Regions from separate parts of the Zea mays genome. Here regions 1, 2 and 4 are each linked to region 3. A link is a contact called in public Hi-C data. All regions are on one chromosome and are shown on one strand. Each heading gives the region's core, a stretch centred on a gene start, on an enhancer-like site or on the middle of the called end of the contact. The rest is flanking DNA. Distances are from core to core; before and after follow the strand shown. Region 1 holds the start of LOC100304284. Region 2 holds the start of LOC100383763 (Tetratricopeptide repeat (TPR)-like superfamily protein). Region 3 holds the start of LOC100284198. Region 4 holds the start of LOC100280497.

What was found. Hi-C and Micro-C count contacts between places; a contact is called where the count stands out from the background.
Region 1: a contact with region 3 is called in a Hi-C map of bundle sheath, with 2.5 times the contacts expected there. The contact joins the promoter of LOC100304284 here to the promoter of LOC100284198 in region 3. A contact is called at or near these places in 3 of 25 Hi-C or Micro-C datasets (bundle sheath, ear and leaf) and 1 of 3 datasets of contacts at active chromatin or transcription factors (leaf).
Region 2: a Hi-C map of leaf shows a contact between it and region 3, with 6 times the contacts expected there. The contact joins the promoter of LOC100383763 here to the promoter of LOC100284198 in region 3. A contact is called at or near these places in 3 of 25 Hi-C or Micro-C datasets (ear, leaf and tassel).
Region 4: a contact with region 3 is called in a Hi-C map of ear, with 2.9 times the contacts expected there. The contact joins the promoter of LOC100280497 here to the promoter of LOC100284198 in region 3. A contact is called at or near these places in 3 of 25 Hi-C or Micro-C datasets (ear, endosperm and leaf).

Annotation. Positions count from the first base shown.
Region 1 is chr1:21,401,665-21,407,043 of Zm-B73-REFERENCE-NAM-5.0, reverse strand. It overlaps LOC100304284, which reads left to right and starts at 2,954. Exons shown (of 1, transcript NM_001165726.1): 1 at 2,954-4,617. The coding sequence starts at 2,960. The coding sequence ends at 4,519. LOC100194387 (a long non-coding RNA gene) reads right to left here and starts at 2,536. Exons shown (of 2, transcript NR_147028.1): 1 at 2,383-2,536; 2 at 2,035-2,277. LOC111590753 (small nucleolar RNA snoR103) reads right to left here and starts at 236; the gene lies at 130-236.
Region 2 is chr1:20,778,241-20,783,066 of Zm-B73-REFERENCE-NAM-5.0, reverse strand. LOC100383763 (Tetratricopeptide repeat (TPR)-like superfamily protein) reads right to left here and starts at 1,347. Exons shown (of 14, transcript NM_001362135.1): 1 at 1,247-1,347; 2 at 823-1,152; 3 at 638-744; 4 at 1-186. The coding sequence starts at 1,108. It overlaps LOC103644476 (calcium-transporting ATPase 5, plasma membrane-type), which reads left to right and starts at 4,429. Exons shown (of 3, transcript XM_020547101.2): 1 at 4,429-4,555; 2 at 4,662-4,707; 3 at 4,785-4,826. The coding sequence starts at 4,476.
Region 3 is chr1:21,145,772-21,150,774 of Zm-B73-REFERENCE-NAM-5.0, reverse strand. LOC100284198 reads left to right here and starts at 3,016. Exons shown (of 7, transcript NM_001157093.2): 1 at 3,016-3,191; 2 at 3,355-3,411; 3 at 4,883-4,974. The coding sequence starts at 3,381.
Region 4 is chr1:21,530,330-21,535,367 of Zm-B73-REFERENCE-NAM-5.0, reverse strand. LOC100280497 reads right to left here and starts at 3,566. Exons shown (of 5, transcript NM_001153417.1): 1 at 3,474-3,566; 2 at 1,364-1,462; 3 at 1-399. The coding sequence starts at 3,492.

The DNA of each region.
Region 1 (5,379 bases), core at 1,705-4,204, 260 kb before region 3:
CATGTAGATCACCGAGGATTAGATATCAAAATTTGTGAATAAAAAATATTAGAGCATTGGCTATGCACCCGAACAAGATCGCTAACAAATTAATTAGTATAGATGATGCACCATGCTTATAGCAACCCTAAATGTGTGATGATCCTTTATGAGCACCTATGACTCACATAGCGCTCACCTAAATTTCATCAACTTCATTGTTTGTCCATATTTACAGCAGGACGCAACTCATGCGTCCTACCAAGAATTAGGACATTGTATAATCCATATAAAATATAATATGTTATCCATCACATTATGTTTCTGTAAATATATAGCTGTATCAGCAATAAGGCTACCATCATATTTCCAAGTTAAAGCTGTAAATAAAGAATGAAGGAATGTATCCTGCTAGGTTCTTACTGAATGTCATCCCATTTTGAGCACTTACAAATCATTTAATAATCAACTAAATTCCATCAACCTTATTCTTTGTCCATATTTATAGAAAGATACAACACATGAAGCCTGCCAAGAATTAGGAGATTAAGTTAAGACTTCAGAACACACAGAGGTACATATTTACTATTTGCAGGCTACAATTGTAGAATAGGTTTGACAGGTTAATTAATCCATAGTTCCACACTCCAGTTCATTTTAGCACTTCCAGAAAGGACTCGTCTCAAGGATACATATAGGGCTGGAAAATAAGCTCGAGGCTCGCGAGCCGGCTCGAGCTCGGAGCGGCTCGTGAGCCTCGAACGAGCCGAGCCGAGCCCCTTCTTCGAGCTCGTTTTTTGCAGCGAGCCGAGCCGAGCCGGCTCGCGAGCCTTGCAAAAATGATCAATTTATGGAATAATAATGAATATTAGATAATTTTATGGATAATAGCTCATTTTTTAGTCTCTGATGATGAATATATTACACTTTATAATTTAAATTACTCATAATGTTGAATGATGATTCTATATTTTAAATTTATATAATGTTAATTTAGCAAATAATGCAACGATAAATACCAGAATATGGCTCGCGAGCCGAGTCGAGCCAACTCGCGAGCCAAGGTCGAGCCGAGCCGAGCCACTTTCGCCAGCTCGTGGAATGGGCGAGCCGAGCCGAGCTCGTTCAGGCACCAAGCCGCACCGAGCCGAGCGAGCTCGGCTCGGCTCGTTTCCAGCCCTAGATACATATATTTTTGTAATACTACAAAGCAAACCTATTTTCTCTATTCATTACCAATCCATATACAGCAAGAAACAACTCATACATACAGCCTATCATAGTCTTCTACATAAACTCTAGGTCAGCTAAAACAATTAGTATATTTGTTTATGCACATTTGAATATAACGCCTGACATGTGGTATCAAATAAAAAGGATAGTTTCATAGAATGTCAAAGAGCCACTCCAAAGATATTCTTTTAGATAAAAATCCCTCTTGTAAAGGAAAACAAGCTTTAGCTTAAAATAACCATTTAACCCATCGATCCATGGATTGAAAACTATAATAGTGTCAGATGCTGGACTAAATCCAACTAGCAAAAAAGGCTGCAGAAACATACCACTGCAAAAGGAATGGTTTGAATATGTATTTCAAGGTTCAGCGATATTTTTTAAAATTAAGACCTCTGCATGATGTTAGTCATCAAACAGTAAGCAGTGTACATTTAATACTTGGTAAAATCTAAAATGGGAGCTACAAAAACATACCAGAGCCGAAAAAAGTATGATGTTTGTTGTCTTTCGCGATACAGTTACCTGGCATGTTTGTTGTCTTTCAGTTCAGTTTGGTGTCTTTCAATCAGTTTGATGAGGCTGATAACTAACAAAATAGATGTCTTTCAGTTCAGTTTGTATACTGTGATGTCCACTCAAAACCTTCAAACATTTCCCTATATTACAGTCAATTAATTTCACAGTATGGTCACCTCACCACTAACAAAATAAATGTCTTTCAGTTCAGTTTGTATACAATGATCTTGTGGACGCAAGTGTTTTTCCATCTGGACTGAAAGCATTAGCAATAGTTGACCTAGGAGGTGGCAAAAGAGGGCAAAACTTGGCAAGCCAACGATGCAGGGACTGTGATTCTGCCTTGTATGTACATAGTGAGGTTTAAACGAATCAACCAAAAAAAAAGAAAGATGTGAACACTCAGATGAGAGTGTGTTGCACTTCTGTTAGTTGATGCGCATTGTTTTTTTGTGCAGGAATATTGGAGATGTGCCTTCAACAATCTACGCTCGATTGTCTCCAGATGAGCAACTCACTGCAGAAACAAGATCCACCTCTTGACATCTGAAAGAAACGGTTCGAACACATACGGCAAGAACAATGAGTCGACGATCCGCAAACAGCAGATGCAGACGAATCTGCAAATGGAGGGTGGACGAACGAACGTACCGCGGAGGCGGACGCCAGCGAGATTGAGGTGGTTGACGCGACCGGGACGCCAGCGAGGGGGCCCCGGCCACCGTCGCGGCGGGGCGCCAGGAGCGCTCCTGCACCACGAGCGCGCATATCTGAGAAGGGAGTACTACGGCTGGCTTCGTCCGCGAACCGAGTCGTCGTCCTGGTCGAGGCGTTCCCAGGAAGTCAGCGGCGAGCTCCGCCATGAGCGCGCGCACCTCGGTGCGGCTCAGGTTCGTCGTGCCCACCGGCCCCGACTCCTGGAACGTGTACCCAGGGCAGCGCCACGGCACCACTTCGAAGATCCTGCTGCTAGTAGTGGTAGCGACGGTGGTGCTAGCGGTGGCGGTGGTTTGAGCGGAGGATTTCTTGAGCCGCTTGAGGCGACGAGGTAGGGAAGCAGCGGGGGACGCGGGCAGGGCGAGCACCCGGCGGGATCTGATTTGCGGGGAGGATCCGAGGGGGAGGGGGATCGGTGGATCTGCGCGACGACCGGGAGGTGGGGAGTCCCTCGACACTCGACACCAAATACCCGGACCGCGAACGGCCGCCCGCTTCGTGGTCGCGCAAAATGCCGCCGAAACCCGCGCCCCGGCTCTTCCAGTACATCTCCAACAAGTCGCGCAAACCGCCGCCGCCACCAGCCGCCAGATCCGCTGCGCCCGGCAGCCACGACGGCACCGCGTCCGATGCCGACGTCGGTGAGGTGTACCGCATCGTCACGTCCGCGGCCACGCCGTCCGCGATGGAGTCCGCGCTCGCGGCGTCCGCCGTCTCGCTCTCGTCCCCGCTCCTCGACGCCGTCATGCGCCGCTTCCGCTTCGCGCACGGGGACCCGCTCCGCGCGCTATCGCTCCTCTCCCTCGCCGCCGACCGTGGCGGCATCGCGCCGTCGCCTTACGCCATCGACACCGCGCTCTACGTGCTCGGCCGGGCCCGCCGCTTCCCGCACATGTGGAACCTCGTCGCGAACACGCGCCGCATATGTCCGGACGCCCTCACCCCGCGCACCGCCATGATCGTCCTCGGCCGCGTCGCCAAGGTCTGCTCCGTCCGTGAGACAGTCGCCTCCTTCCGCTGCCTCGCGCGACTTTTCCACACCGTCGACCCGGCCGTACTCTTCAACGCGCTGCTCCGCACGCTCTGCCAGGAGAAGAGCATGTCCGACGCGCGCAACGTCTTCCACGCGCTCAAGTACGAGTTCCGAGTGAACCGCCACACCTTCAACATCCTCCTCTCTGGCTGGAAGTCGGCCGAGGACGCCGAGGCGTTCGTCACCGAAATGCGGGAGCTCGGGGTGGAGCCTGACCTGGTGACCTACAACAGCTTGATCGACTGCCACTGCAAGAACCGGGACGTGCAGAAGGCCTACAAGCTGCTCGACGAAATGCGGCACAAAGACATTTCCCCTGATATTATCACTTACACAAGCTTGATTGGCGGACTGGGGTTGATTGGCCAACCCGACAAGGCAAAAGATTTGCTCAAGGAGATGTATGAGCTAGGGTGCTACCCAGATGTCCCTGCATACAATGCAGCAATAAGGAATTTTGTTATAGCGAAGAGGCTTGGAGATGCATTCGCACTGATGGATCAAATGGTCTCAAAGGGACTGATGCCAAATCCCACAACTTATAACCTTTTCTTCAGGTGCTATTACTGGGCTTTCGACATTGGCAGCGCATGGCGGTTATATGAGCGTATGCGGTCTGAAGGATGTTACCCAAACACACAGTCTTGCATGTTCATTATCAGGTTGTGCCACCGGTATGGGAAGGTGGCACTGGCACTTGAGCTATGGAGCGATATGGTCAGCAGCAGCTTTGGATCATTAACGCTGGTATCAGATGTGCTGTTGGACCTGCTGTGTGACGAGGGGAAGTTGGAGGACGCTGAGAGGTGCTTCTGTCAGATGGTTGAGTTAGGGCAAAAGCCCAGTAATGTTGCATTTAGAAGGATAAAGATACTTATGCAGCTTGCCAAACAGGAAGAATCAATTGCCAGATTAACTGAAAAGATGATACAATTTGGTCGACTGCCACCAGTGGATTGCCAAAGAGTCCAACACTCTGTTGAAAGCAGGCCTAGTAATGGTGATGCAGCTGACGCTGATATATTGAGAGCAGCTTAGTGCATACATTTGGATGATGGCGATCATGAATACATCATTAAACTATTTTGTTGACAAGATGAACACTTATGCCCCGTTTATTTCCTTTCATTTTGAGGAATTGGAATCTTACTATTGCATTAGGCTATTTTTTTAGAATGTGACATTCCACCACTTTCCAAAGTTATCATATAAGCCTAACTCAAATTCATGGGGTGAGAGATGGAAATTGATTCTATAGATTTACATGTTATTTTTCTGATGTACAACTTATAGCACACTCTTCTATTTACTTCGTTATAACATAAATATAGCATATAACTATCTCTTTCATATGATTTAAGATAATATACAAATATATTACATATATAAATATATGAACTTAATTAGTTTTGTCTAAATTATAAATATTAAAATGGAATTCAATTCTAATGAAACAAACAGGGCCTTATGGATATTCTGAGTTCTGTACTCTGATGCCTTCCCTGAAAGTTTTCATGTTTCGAGATTCATCCACTGGTTGAGCTTTTGGAGTGATACAACAACAGGTTTGGATCATTCATGTTCGCATCAGTGTGCTGTCTGACCTGCTGTGTAATGAGGGGAAATTTGAGGATTCTGAGAGGTATTCCTGTCAAATGGTAGAGCTGGGGGCAAAAGCCCAGCAATGTTGTATTTCAAAGAATAAAAATACTTATGCAGATTGCCAAGCATGAAGAATTCTATTTAACTGTAAAGATGGTACAATTTGATTGACACGGATGAAACCAGGTCTAGTATGGTGACGCAGCTGATGCTGATATAAGATTTTGACAATGATTATGAACTAGTGACAAAAATATTTTGAACGACCAGTACTTGTTGAAAGTTTATGTACTCGG
Region 2 (4,826 bases), core at 98-2,597, 370 kb after region 3:
ACAATAGTTATACCAAATGTCCACTGAATAAGTAACTGCGAGAACTGCTCGTTCATACACCTCTATAACTTTACTCACACCATCAAGTCTCGCTTCATGGTCAGCATATTTCTTCCAATACCCAAAGCAAAGAGGGAATTCCGCAAGAAACGAATCATACACTTTCCGTATCTTCAAAATATTGTTCTGGACAAGAATATACAGAAGTATGCATTAGCATTTAGGATAAATATTATCATCGTATCAAGAGTTCTGATTCTTATGACTGGTAATCAGATCGGATTCAAATTAAGTATACTTTATTAGAAACACAAAATAGTGAAGGACACTAAAGGATACAGAAGGGAAAATTAAAGCATTAGATGCATAAACACTTCAAGTTGACTGTAGGCAACAAGAGGAACCATAGTCCACTAGCAGGATAGAGACAGAAGAACAAGGAAGTAACTGATCATATAACAAAAATAAATGCACCATTACAATATGCCCCAAATCAAAGCCATGGGCAAACAATTGCAGATTGACAAATAGCTTATAATTACAAGCTGCTATCGAAATCAGCTCATTTACAGATAGCTAGCTGCACAAAGAACGTTACGAGAATGTTTATATCGGCAAGTAGCTAACCAAACATTACCTCAGCATTTTTCTCTGTTTCCTCAATAAGTGCGGTCCAGGCATTAAAATCTAAGGAATTCGCGGTAACAACACTCCATAACCTAGCCTCTTCTGCTGAAAGCACGGCTGCATAAGAAAGCGGGACGTTAAGAGCAAACAGAAGGTAGGGTACCAGATTAGGCGAGCCTGCAAGCCCAATATTACCTTCTTCGTACGATAGCTCAGGAACCGGCTCGCCCGTCTCGTTGGGGACGGCTTCGCCGTTCTCTGCAGCTCCTGTAGATGGGTAATTACCCATATCGCCGACAGTCCCATTCAACGCCGTGTGCTCGGCCTGGTACGCAGAGGCATCAGCTGCCTGAGCTCCACCGTCGGGGGCCACGGCGCTTCCGCCGGTCACAGCCAAGCTAGGGGGGTTGCCAGTCGCAAAACCAAAAGCCGCAGCACCAGAGTCCGCGCTGCCGACAACCACGCTCTGATCTTGCTCCATTGCGTGAAAATCGCAGGAGCCGTACCCCGGACCAACGTGAATCCCTAAGGCGAACAGACAAAAAGCGGTAGGTGAAATTAACGCGCAAGAGTGGAAGGGGGCGTGTAAAGGTGATAGGGAGAGCAAGGGGGCACGCACCGGAGAGCCGCCAATCAGAGGCAATAGCCGGGGAGTGGGGGCGGGGAAGATCGTGCCGGCGATGAGGTGGTTAGGGTTGCATCGGAAGCGCAGCGGCGTGGATGGAAAGGAGAGGATTGGGGTTGGAGGACTGGAGATGGGTAAAGAGAGCCCGAGGGCCTGCGGCTGGCAAGCCGACGTCGCACGCGAAGGGTTAGCTAGCCCATGGGCTGTGGGCGTTGGACCAAGTTACGCCGCCTAGGTCCAAGTACTAATTTGCTACCTCCGGACGTCAGGACCCTGAATAAGGCCCAATTTAGTTGGATTTCTATAAAAATAGCTTCACCGTTAAAGCCGAAGAATTGGTGGCTTTATAGTGCTCGTGCTGCGTACATTGCTAATTGCTACATTTATATATATACTAGGTGAGTGTCCGTGCGTTGCAACGGGAATATATAATACTATAATAATTTATGTATAAACGTGTGTTATATTGTTATGATAAAAATGTTTCGTAATCCATTTATGATCCTAGTCATATATAAATTTTATTATCTTAATCTAGCTATTTCACCACTACATAGTACAGTGTCCGTTGTTGTCTCTCTTTTCTGGAAAAGCTATTCTATTCTTAGTGCCTTAGCCAATCAAGATCCCGAAGTCTTGCTGCTCGTCCGGCAAGTCAGGGGCATGCTTAACGTGCAACCTTATATGGCTAACAGACACAAACCCATCACATCCTTCATTGTCATCATGAGTCCCGATGTTTGCTGGAAAGATTTCAAGGGTACTCGAGGTTAGACGAGATTCACCAAAACATATGGTACAATGGCAATGTACAGATATCTATACTACCTATTAAGGCTGCAAGGGGTAGGCTGCCCCCTTGCGTTCTGCCTTCAGCCAATCTAAGCCGTCCGTTCGTCGAGCATCACCCTCGCGCCCGCTGCACCGTTCGTTTGCTCGACCGCCCTCCCCTCCCCGCCTCCCTCGCAGCTGCAACCGACACCGCCTCAGTCCTCCTTGGCCACCCACGATGTCGTCCTCCTCGCATCGCCTCACCCCCCTCGCCCTCTGGCCTGGCCGGTGCTCCCTCCCTCTCCGGCTCTCCCTCCGCCCCCCAAGCCAAAATCACCGCGCCCCGCCCCACAGCACCGGTTGCGTGGGAGGAAGGAGAAAGGAAGGAGAGGGGAGGCGGCTGTCGGGCGAGATGAGCGACTCCCAAGCCCAAATCACCGTCCGTCGCCGCGCGAGGTAAGTTCCTGCCCATCGCACTGTGCGTGTTTGCAGAGGAGATCCTCCGCCGTCTCATGGCCCTATTCGGTTCAGACCTAGCTCCCCCCACCGCCCGTCCGTCCTTCCGCACTTGACTGCTCTCAAACCCTAACCCTCGCCGCCGGTCCTTGTCACCCCGTCGTCGTGCCCATTGGCAGGCCTCGGCGACCTCCGTCCGCCGCACGTGGTAAGGCCCCCACCCATCCCAATGTGTCCCCCCCGGTGAGAGGTGGTTCCGGTCGCCCAGCGCGTGATCCTTCTCGGGCTGGGTCCCACGTTCTCCTCAGAGGATGGCATGAGGAAAGTGGGCTCGTGCTCACGAACCATACTTGGCTCCGGGTTTGTGCAGTGTGCTCTTAGCGGCGTCGGTCAGACCATCCGCCTCTCTCCTTCCAGCATCAAGGTAACCTCTCCTTATTTAGTACGTTTGTATCAAGAAAACAGTGTTCCATGTTCCATCACAAATGCAAAGAGGGTTCTCACGGAAACAGGATGCCTCACACCGATGGAGCTGGCTCTTTGCTACATATTAAGCAAAGAGTGTATTTGTGTTGTTACTGCTTGAACAGGCGCGGCGGCACAACCTTCTCCTCGGCCGCGGCACACAGCTGGTCGCGCAGGCCGCGGTCCATGGACACGTCGCGCTCCTGGAACGGCAGCAGGCCGCGGTCCATGGACACGTCGCGCTCCTGGAACGACGCGCCCAGGCTCTCCAGCAACGCGCGCACGCCGTTGCAGTCCACGCCAGCACGGCTCCTGGAACGCAGCGTCGTCGTGTACAGCACCACGCCCTCCCCCCGACGGCGGGGAACCCCAGTAGCGGGTCGCCGGCCGACGGCGCGCCCCGTCGTCCACCAGCTCCCACGCGTCCAGCGGCTCCCGCGCGTCGAAGAAGGACGCGTCGTTGGACAGCACGTCGCCGTCGTGGCACTGGTGCGCCGGCTTGGTCGGGGAGCGCGCGCCGTCGCCCGCTGCCGGGAGTGACGACGGCTTCAGCGCGCGCAGGATGGGCGCCTTCAGGGTCTTGATGATCATGGCGCCAGGCAGAACAGGAACGGACTCTCTGTCGGCCTAGCGCTTTTCTTGTCCAGCTTTGCCTCTGGATGCGTGTGGGTTTTGGTTTGGCGATGGTTTTTGTGGGGAAAGTGGGGAGGAAGAACAGCAAGAGGTGGTGGTGGAGCCGTGGGAGGTGGAGGGAGGCTGCGCGGTCTTTTAACCGCTTGGCACCATGCCATCGCCGACGCCGTGCGGGGCTGCGCCGGCATCTTCTGCATGTTCAACACGCCCGACGTCCAGGCCCAATGCGATGTGAGTACAAGACGGCAGCTTGCTTGCTTTCTTTCTTTCTTTCGCCTCTCTCTCTCTGCATATTAGTATTAATCTGGGGGGTTTTCCCCCCGAAGAAACAGAAGCTCGTTTGTAGGAGTGGCTTGTAGGTAGCGCTTACTGCATAGAATTGGATTGGATTGTATTTTGCTCTCCTATACTAGCAGACGCAGCCAGAGCTTATACCAGCACTGTAGCATGAACAGGGACCGGGACAGCTGGACAGGGTCAGAGGAGAGGAGCCGATCCTTTGCTACCTTTTCTCCCTTTTCCATGAATCTCCATCTTCCTCCTCCCTGGTCTAGGCTGTTTGGTTCGTTCCAGAGGAGGGCTGGGATCCGGACCGCTTACTTCCCCTCCTCTGATGATGATGATCCATTAATGCCACAGCTCATGTGTGGTGTGGCTGTGACTTGTGATGAGTGAGCGTGCCCCTTCTTCCTCCTCCAGCCTCCAGCTCCAGGTGCGGTGTGAGGTCCCGCTCCTGCTCCTGTCCTACCAGCGTACTACTCCAGTAGTACAGTGGAGTAGCCGAGTGCATTTAATAGCTGGACACAACATTTTACCTGAGACACATGTATTTCCAGGCTGTTTCTCATCAGTATCATATACTTCTTTCACTTTTCAGCTTCTGTGGGTGAACCTCATAATGGACACACTTGGAGCTCTTGCATTAGCAACCGAGCCTCCAACAGACAACCTTATGAAGAGAAATCCTGTTGGTCGAAGGCATGTCAAATGATCCAAAATTTCTTGTTGACAACATTGTGTCCAATACCTATATACTATGCTTTTTGAATTTGGAAACATTTTTACCCATACTTTTCTACTGCAGGGAACCTCTTGTTACAAATATCATGTGGAGAAACTTGTTTGTTCAGGTTAGTATTCCTTCATTATACAATTGGATTCTGTTAAAAACTCTTTGTTGTTCTGATATGTTTGGAATTTTACACAGGCCCTTTACCAAGTAGCAATTCTTCTGATTTTCGATTTTGAT
Region 3 (5,003 bases), core at 1,767-4,266:
AGTAGTTAGAAGGGCTCTAATGACTCCGTTTTTGGCGATTCATGCCAAAGGGGGAGAGAGTATTAGCCCAAAGCAAAAGGACCGCACCATCACCAATTTCAAAATTTTAGTCTTTCAATTTGTTTTTAAAGTAGTTTTTTCAAATTGGTATCTTGATATTGATATAATTTCAAATTGGTATACCCTCTTCAAAATTAATATCTAAAACCCTCTTGAACACTAAGAGGAGGATTTCATTAAGGGGGAGTTTTGTTAAGGAAAAGCATTTGAAACAGGGGAGAAAATTTCAAATCTTGAAAATGCTTCTCAAAATCTTACTCATTTACCTTTGACTATTTTGCAAAAGACATTGAAAAGAATTGCAAAACAAAACATGTGGTGCAAGCATGGTCCAAAATTTTAAATTAGAAGAAAGCCATCCATGCATATCTAGTAGAAATAAGTATTGGTTTCATTCCAAGCAACCTTTGTACTTACATTATGCAAACTAGTTCAATTCTGCACTTTTATATTTGCTTTGGTTTGTGTTGGCATCAATCACCAAAAAGGGAGAGATTGAAAGGGAAATAGGCTTACACCTTTTCCTAATTGATTTTGGTGGTTGAATTGCCCAACACAAATAATTGGACTAACTAGTTTGCTCTAGACTATAAGTTTTACAGGTGCCAAAGGTTCACAATAAACCAATAAAAAGACCAAGAAAGGGTTCAAACAAAGAGAGCAAAAGACAACCGAAGTGTGCCCTGGTCTGGCACATCGGACTGTCCGGTGCACCACCGGACAGTGTCCGACTGTCCGGTGCACCAGGGAACTCAACTCCGAACTGCTCACCTTCGGAAATTCTAGGAGCCGCTCCGCTATAATTCACCGTACTGTCCGGTGTAGCACCGGACTGTCCGGTGTGCTAGCGGAGCAACGACTACTTCGCGCCAGCGGTCGTCTGCAGAAGACATTAAATGCGCTACAGTGCGCGCAGGAGTCAGAGCACGCGCAGAAGGCGCACCGGACAGTCTACAGGACCTATCCGGTGCACCACCGAACTGTCTGGTGCCCCAGATGTCAGAAGCTCCAACGGTCAGAATCCAACGGCCGGGTGACGTGGCTGGCGCACTGGATAGTGTCTGTTGGCACACCGGTCTGTCCGGTGCGCCATGCGACAGAAGCCCTCACCAACGGTTCTTTTGGTGGTTGGGGCTGTAAATACCCCCAACCACCACACTTCAAGGATCCAAGTTTTCAGCCTTCAAACACCTTACAAGAGCTATAGCATTCAATACAAAGACACAACCAAAGAGATCAAATCCTCTCCCAAGTCCAAAGATCATTCCAAACAAATAGTGACTCGTGAGAGAGACTTGTGTTCATTTGAGCTCTTGCGCTTGGATTGCTTTTCTTCTTCCTTCTTTCTTGTGTTCAACTCAATTGTAACCAAGACAAGAGACACCAATTGTGTGGTGGTCCTTGTGGGGACTTAGTGTCCCGTTTGATTGAGAAGAAAAGCTCACTCAGTCTAAGGGACCGTTTGAGAGAGGGAAATGGTTGAAAGAGAACCGGTCTTTATGACCACCTCAACGGGGAGTAGGTTTGCAAGAACCGAACCTCGGTAAAACAAATCACCGTGTTATCGTTCTTATTCGCTTGTGATTTGTTTTCACCCTCTCTTTCGGACTCGCATTTAATTCTAACGCTAACCTGACTTGTAGTTGTGCTTAAAGTTTGTAAAATTCAGATTCGCCCTATTCACCCCCTCTAGGCGACTTTCAATATGTCATATGTGAGAAGTTGCTAAATGATAGTAGGGAGTAAACAAAATATGTTTTCTAGTAGTTCTCTATTTTTAGCTGCCAAATATTTTAAAAATATGCCAGCTATAAACTCATCTCGCTCTCACGTTCTAGAAAGTTTTATGTTCTTTCCATTAAACATGATATTGTTTTTGAAATGTTTCTAAAATTTGTGTACAAAACAGACGCAAAATCATTCATAGATTCCAAACAAGACCTAAATTGCAAACTATAGAAATAAAAAAATATAACATACAACAAAATTCTTCCACATAGTAGCCCGAAGTTTATTAATAAAAAATAAAAGAGAATAAAAACAGAACACATAGAACACTAATTTCGCACGAAAAATGCTTTGAGGAGTCAATCTCGAGTTGCCAAATGTAGAGACAAGAAAGGATAAAATAATAACTTCTTAAATTTAGCAACATCGTTTAGGGTACATTAGTCCTTAAACTAACATTTATGAACCTTTTTACATGATAGTTAGAGATGCTATTAGTCACCGTGTTTGGTAATTTAGGGACCAAACATGCCCTTAGTCATTTAATCATTTTGTTTTAGCTCATAGGTGTTGTTTGGCTCAGACATTGTTACGAGAATGGCAATGGAATCTCTTGTCGACGGTAATGGTTGTTAGCTATAATTAGATTGGATATTAGTACTTAATACTGATATCGATATCTATTAGCCCTATAATCCGTTCGTTACATTTTAGGTTTCACTGGACCAAACACCCTCTTAGGGTTTTTCCATAAGAATAAAAGAGAGTGAAAGAAAAATATAAGAGCTAATTTAGGAACTTTATTTTTTTAGTTGAATTTCTATTTTCTTAAAGAAAAATAATTGAATTCTCTTGGAAAAATCGATTTTTAGGGAAAATGGGGTTCTTAAACTAGCTCTAAGGTCTAGTATAGGAACACTGAATTTCTATATTCACAAAGAAAATTAATTCATTTTTACTTAGAAAGATAGTAATCCTTTTTTAAATGCGCAATTGGATCTATACCATTAAAAGATCCAAACTTTAGATATATACCATGGACCCCACATGTCATTGACTCATGTGGACCCACATGTAAGTGAGATAGTAATGGTATGGATCCAAGGTGGTGATCTTTTAATGGTATGGATCCAAATTTCCCTTTTTTTAAATAGAATTCCCAAAATAGCTGTAATAAAACAGAAATTTCCAAAGAAAAAACGGTCGAGGAGTCCCGATGCGGCTCTTTCTGAATTCTGACGCCGTCGATGCATAACCTCCTCGTGCGTTGTTTGTCTCTCTACTTCTCTAGTCTAGCCCCTCTGTCGCTCTCAGACGACGGGTGCGCCGCCGCCGCCGCCCTAAGCCAGGTGCTGACTGCTGAGGCTTTCTTTGGTCTCTTCGCCGGCGACGACACCCGCCAGGTACTCCCACCCGTTCTTTTCCCTTCCCTTCATCCTGTTCGAAGCTGAGCACCGAAACCCTAACCTAAAGCTATTTAGCTATTTGACAACCCTCCTAACTTCGAAGTTTTTTTTGTTGTTGCAAAAATCACCCATATTCCTTTACTGGATCTGCCCCTGCTAGTATCCACGGTGTCATTGCAAGACAAGATGGTTTCCTTCGAGATGAATGACCTCAAGAGTATGGACTTGTCACCACTCTTTTTTTAATTGTCTTCCCAATTTTTGTTCCATTTGTTTCTGATAGGAGCATAGATAGTTTGTGCTAGGCATGAATGTGTATTGATTTGCTTGACGTCCTTTGTTTCTGCCTCATAATTCAGAACTTAACAAGTTAGCATGTTTGCAAATTGTCTTGTGATGAATGTGACAAAGTCACCCTCAGGGATGCTACTTTGTTTTGAAGGTTTGCATGTCTTTAACTGATATTTGATGATTTTTCAATCATATAAACTGTGACATGCACCTCATATCATGTAAAAACAGTAGTTTTAATGTGTTGATCCATCAGGGTAATATCATGTGTGGAACGTGCTGTATAATTTAACCTGCATTTTTTTGTCTAAATGTGTTAGTGTTACAATTGACCATGAGTGGCAGCATATATCATGTACTGTGTGCCTGTGGTCTACAATATGCCAATATCACTTGAGTGGTAGTTTTAGTGTTATAAGTGTGTACAATGCAAGAGAGGCAACTTGCTAATTCTTTTTTTTCCCTTCAAGGGTGGGCTGGGGGTGTTATTAGAAAGAACAAGTATATGGGTCTGTTCATCCTCGATAGCATGTGTGATATTCTAGCAGTTTGTTACTGTGTCTGATCTCAACTGAGTTTGTCCAATCTGTGGAAATATTGGCTCAAGTGCACCAACTGGATAAAGCTTTCAGGCAAACCAAAGATATTAAAGTTCAAGATGTCTGCTGGTTAGGCCGACACAATTGCCATACTACACAAATACTAACTGCAGTGCTGAGCTGCTGTCTGACTGCTGAATCCTCTGAAAGATGCTTGGATTTAGTTGAAACAGGCCTAAGATGTTTATGCTAGTTTTTAATTGACTACTGTAAGAAACATCTACTCAGCCATTAGCTAAGAGCAACTCCAAGAACCTCTCTGTATTTTTCCTCATTGATAGGAATGGAGATTTTGGGTGAAAAAATGTCCTCCAACAAGTTCTTTAATTAGATATATAAATATTGCCATCATCTATTCTGGATTTCTCGCTAGCTAAAGATGGAGAGTGAGATTGGCTCTCTAGAGTGCACACAAGATCTACAAAATCTGCTGGAGGGTGGTAAGATAGAGAGCAATTTTTATTCAAATGGCTCTCCAAATGATGATTTAGAGTGAATTTAGGAAAGACTTTTGGAGATGCTCTATGCTCGGTCAACTTCCACTTTGAAACCTTGTTCTGTCTGGGTTTTGATGCAAATTTTCAGCGATTCTCAGTAGATTCATCGAGCTTAAAGTACCACCTTTGGGTGGTTTGACTGTGTTGAAAAGATAATGTTCAATGATCAAAGTGTGACGAAAAAAATCTGCCGTGCAAAATCTTTTGTATGAAGTTGCAAAAACATATTCGCTGGTTTAGATATTACAGTCTATTTTTTTCAACTCATTGATATGTGCGGTCTGAATTTCATCTTGCACAGAGATTGGGCTTGGCCTGACAGGCTTTGGAATATTCTTCTCATTTCTGGGAATTGTTTTCTTCTTTGACAAGGGGCTCATCGCAATGGGCAATGTAATTGATCTTCCATTTTGTAACTTGCT
Region 4 (5,038 bases), core at 2,317-4,816, 380 kb before region 3:
GTGGGGTACCATCCGCAAATTTATTGCGGGGGTTAGGTGCAGGGGGGTTACCATTCTCAGATACAGAAACAGGGAGAACTGTAGTACTTCCAGTATTCAAATCAACAAGAAGAGGTGCAGAAGATAGAGGGCATGCCAAACAAATAGATGGAGTTGGAGAACCAGGTTGAAGGCTGGCACGTAATGGAGTCTGCTGAAGAGTAATACGTGCAATTTTTTCCCCAGTTGGCACATCCCAAAGTGTCAATGACTTGTCAGTAGCAGAGGCAAGCAAACGGTGGCCATACCTGGACCAGGACACACTTGTTATAGGTGCGGTGCTATCTTTATCACGAAATTCTTTTGCAAGCCCCCTTGTTTCAAAGTCCCATATAATACAGCTACCATTTGAGCATCCAGCTGCAAATATATAACAGGCACTGTTATTGACCACTGGAAACAATTTCACAGCTGAAAGATACTCTACGCCATCCAAACTTTGGATTCCAAAGATTTATTGGCGCATTTCATAAAAAATAATTTTGACATCCATATATATCACGTGTTTTTTATAGGCATACAGAACTAGCTTCATATGGAACTTAGATTATAAAGTAAACAAAGTTCCCCGCTTGACAAGTGTACACAGCATTCCCTTTCCAATAACACCACTCTGTATCATTGTACCGCAACAGCAAGAAAACTATCCAAGGTTAGATAAGGATGCAGGATATCATAAAATCATGTTGTTGTGACTGGTGAGTCATATAGAAAATTAAGGGAACATACAAAATACAATGTGGCTTGCTAATTTAACACAAATTCTTGACTCCCCTTCTGACATTTATCAGCAAAATCCAATGTCCAGGATTCTGTATCCCCCATACACACTATTCTATTTTGGCGCACATAATACAGCCTAGGGTAATTGTGCTATGAGGAAAGTATTAATAAGATGTTAAAAGAAACAGAGCTCATCCTGGATTAAATGTCTACAGATTGTAGATTAACAAATGGAAGTGCAAATGTTTCACGTGGACAGGAAAACAAAATGATGGTGATCTTTTCATGCATAGTATAAAGATCAGTGGAGCCACTAATTGTATTAGGAGGCAGATGACCCCACAGGCACTGTCAGTAACACAGACTGATTGTGCAACCAGCGATGACAAATGACGGAAACGGAAATCATTTTGCCAGAGTAGAAGAAATTGTAATCCTTGTTAACCAAAACAAAATCCAACAAGTAAAAACCAACTCTAGTCAAGAACCATAAAAGAAATTCAGCAAGTTTTATATGAACTGGGCTCAGAAGATAGTTACAGAAAAGAGTCACTTCAAATTTAATTGTAGAGAAACAATCAAAACAAGCTCCGATAATTACCAGCAAGAAGTGTTCCTTTGCGGTTAAACGCGATACATTTCATAGTACCGTGATGCAAGTACTCTTCGATTGTCTCAGGAAATTCCCCCTGATATGGATCTGCAAGAATACAGAGAGAGCACTTCAACATTTCAAAATAATTTTCCATGTTTTTTCTTGACATAGAAATCTAAGAACACAATACATGCTAAAGTATTTCACATATAGCAGGAATGGCTTAACTTCCTTTGTCTGATAAGTGATAAAACAAGGGGACATCAAAAGATCATGCCGATTAGAAACATAATATTCTGTGACACTTTCTACCCAATAATGGTCTTCCCCATTGCAGTGTTTGACATATTTCGATCTGTAGCATGTATGCATCTCTGGTGCACACTGCCGCACCCCAACCCGCATGCACAGGAAGCCTCTGTGCTTCAGCCCACCTCTAGTCAAAACCACGGCACAACAGCTCCTCCACCCAAAGCTGTCACAAACTCACAATGCAGCTCAGATGTACTCAATGCCAAAGCCGGGTGCCTCAGTTCAGATCTACTCAACGCCAAAGGCAGCATCAAGAGATGATTCTGGAGCTCAGATAGCTCAAATCAGAAGGATCTCTTCATGCCCAAATCGCAACCCTCCCACCCACACACACACAAAACTAACTGTACAAAATAAAGCTCCACCTCACCCAAATCACCTTTATGATGTAGATCTGGGCGGAATTGAACTCCCAATCCAAAATAGAGCAACAAGCTATCAAATAGCACATTGAGTACTCTGCCACCAAGCATGCAAATCTCAGCAACAGCTGAGGCTGAATCGGATTTGAGAAACAACACAGATTTGGTATGGTCGAACGAATCCAAGGCCAGATGGATCTGCACTTCGGGTGGCATAGGAGGTGAGGGGCAGTGACAAGAAGAGACTTGGACAAGAGAGCGCCGTGAAGCAGGCATGAGCGAAGACAAACCTAGTTTAGGGTCAGCTTGAGGTGACCATAGCATGTTGGAGCATCCATCGGAGAGAGCCAGGGTGGAGGAAGAACTCATTCCACTATCAATCGAAAGGAAACGGTAGGATGACAGTGGCGAGGCTGGGTTTATAGAAAAGGTAACTGACTGGCATATTTCTAAATGGCCCAAAATCTCGGCGGTATTAAAGTGAACAAAGACAGTATGAAGGTATATTTCTAAAATTGCGATCTTTTGATGCCACAGATCAAATTTTCCCTAAATATGATATTTCAGATAATATATGGACATTAGTAAATACTAGAAGAATATCCTAAACAGTGATATGGACACTCAAAATGACAATGAATACCTTGAAACCTATCACCAAAATTTAAAATTTCATTAGACGACAAAACAGATGGCAAAATGCATTGATTCCGCCAGAATTTTTTTGACTACCAATTCCTACCCTACAACCAACCTTGCTAACTAAACTCGGCGGCCGGGGAGGGAAAGACCGCCCTCCCGGTATTATATTAAGAACCCTGCCCCATCACTAACGGGCCGATCAACTACCCACTGTGCAACGGCCCAGCCACAGGGTGGTGCGCAGGATATCGATCCGCGAGAGCAGGCGGGCGGCAGCAAGAGGATTTTTTTAACCAAGCTCGAAATTCGCCCCCGAGGGGATCGAACCCAAGACCTGGAGATGCTACTCGAAAGCCTTAACCATTACGTTAGAGGCCCTTAACGAGAACAAAATTTTCGCATGCACATCAAGCAAACTAAAAAAAAGTAATCTAAAACCCTGTTTTCAACCCTAGACAACACTTCATTTCGGTGCCACTAGAACACCCAAATGAACTACATCAATCGACATAAACAAATAACCAATCATATTACCAGCCAACCACAAACATTATAGAGCAAAAACATGGGGTTAACTTCAGATATAACACCCAAAGTTTCAGCCCACAGATCGCCTAAAACAGAAGAACTCTACTTTCGTCATGCCTCCCGCCCCCTCTAAACCCCTAAATTACCAAATATGTGAAAGAAAAACACACTAACCGCAACACGGCCACCAGATTTCTCCGGAATTCTACCCGATAGACACGTTTTCCAACCCCGAACGACGAAAATCCACACGAATCGCATCGAGAACTCACCGACTACAGGGACGTTCATCGCGCCACTGACGCCTCGGCGCGAAGCTACCCTCGCAGATGGGAGTCGACAGTGGCGGAGGAAGATTCTCTTTTTGGTATGGCTCCTTCTGCTACCTCAGTCTCGTCGGCAGGCCTCCTCCGACCTGAGCGCCGCGCCGTTCAAGATCAGCAGCAGGAACCGGAAGCTGTTCTTCCTCAGCCCAGTGCGGCACGCCCACTGCGGGGGCGGACACCGGACACCGGAGGCTGAGGCCGGATGCGGAGGTGGCCAGGTGGGCGGAGAGCAGAGGCCGCCGCCGGCGGGCGGAGGCCGGAAGCCGGTGGCTGGTGGGCGGGCTGGCGGAGGCTGGAATCGGACTGCGTTCAGGGGGCCGCGACGGTGCCGGAGGCGGAGGACGGAGGTCGGGACGGGCGGACGCAGGTGGCCGCGGCGGTGAGGGGGTGAGGGCTGCCTGGGGTGGAGTTGCGGAGAAAGGGCGAGGCACTTGGGCCAGATGGATAGTTGGGCCGTATTGTTAGTTTTTTTTAATTTGGTATGGCTCGGTTACGGCTCCAGCCCTCCTTATCTCACTCTTTATTTTAAACTTCACTCTATAAACATTATAATCTATAGTACAAAACAGTACTTTACAAATTCGTTTACACGGCCCTCTCAAGATGGCCTAACAGGCACCGGTCCAATCCGTTCGAAAAAATCTGACCCAATTCGACCCGGTCAGTGCCACGGGCGGATGCGGCCATGCGGGCCAAAAGTTTAACTCGTCAAAAAATCCAGGTTGGGCTCGGGCCACGATGATAGCCTACATGCAGCATGTCGACCCAATAAAATAATAAAAAACTGTAACTTTGTCTCATCCTCTGTCCAAAAATATACTTCCATAGTCTATGAGCCGAACTTTGCCTCGACATACGTAAGTTCATCTTCATCTTTAACAAACACAAAATGAGTGGAGAAAATGAGTTGTGGGCCGAACACCTCTCGTTAGTCATAGGTCGTCCGCTCAGGTCTGCTGTCAGGCACAACTCAAATCTACTTACGGTCCAGCCACCGGGTTGATCCGTGGGCATCGGGTCAAGTCATGGGTGGGCTCGGGCCAAGATATTAGAGTATAGGTCGGTGCCACGGGCGGGCTCGGGCCAACTAGATTTCTACCGGATTTTTGGCCCGATCCGAACCCGAACTGGTCCAAAAAATGTCCAGATCTACTCTAGGGTCGAAGAATGAGACGAGCAAGGAAACTCTGTTGGCTGATCCCAATAGAACATGTAAAAAGAGATGCATATGTGCTTTTCCTTAGCTTCCAACATGTAATACATACACACGATGCATTTTACGTGTCCTGACCAAGGAGAGCAAAAATTGCATTACCCCCTCTCCTCAATGCATCCCACACAGCTGCAGACCGAAGCCACGTGTGCGCTGTTTATAACCATTTAACGCGGTGCTTTTTTTCCTGATACATGTCCATATGCATCTCTCGGTTGTATGCGCTTTCATTTTATATTGCCACGCAACACTATAGCAAGATGTATTTGGGCTATTTGCCTCCTGGTTTTACTTATCC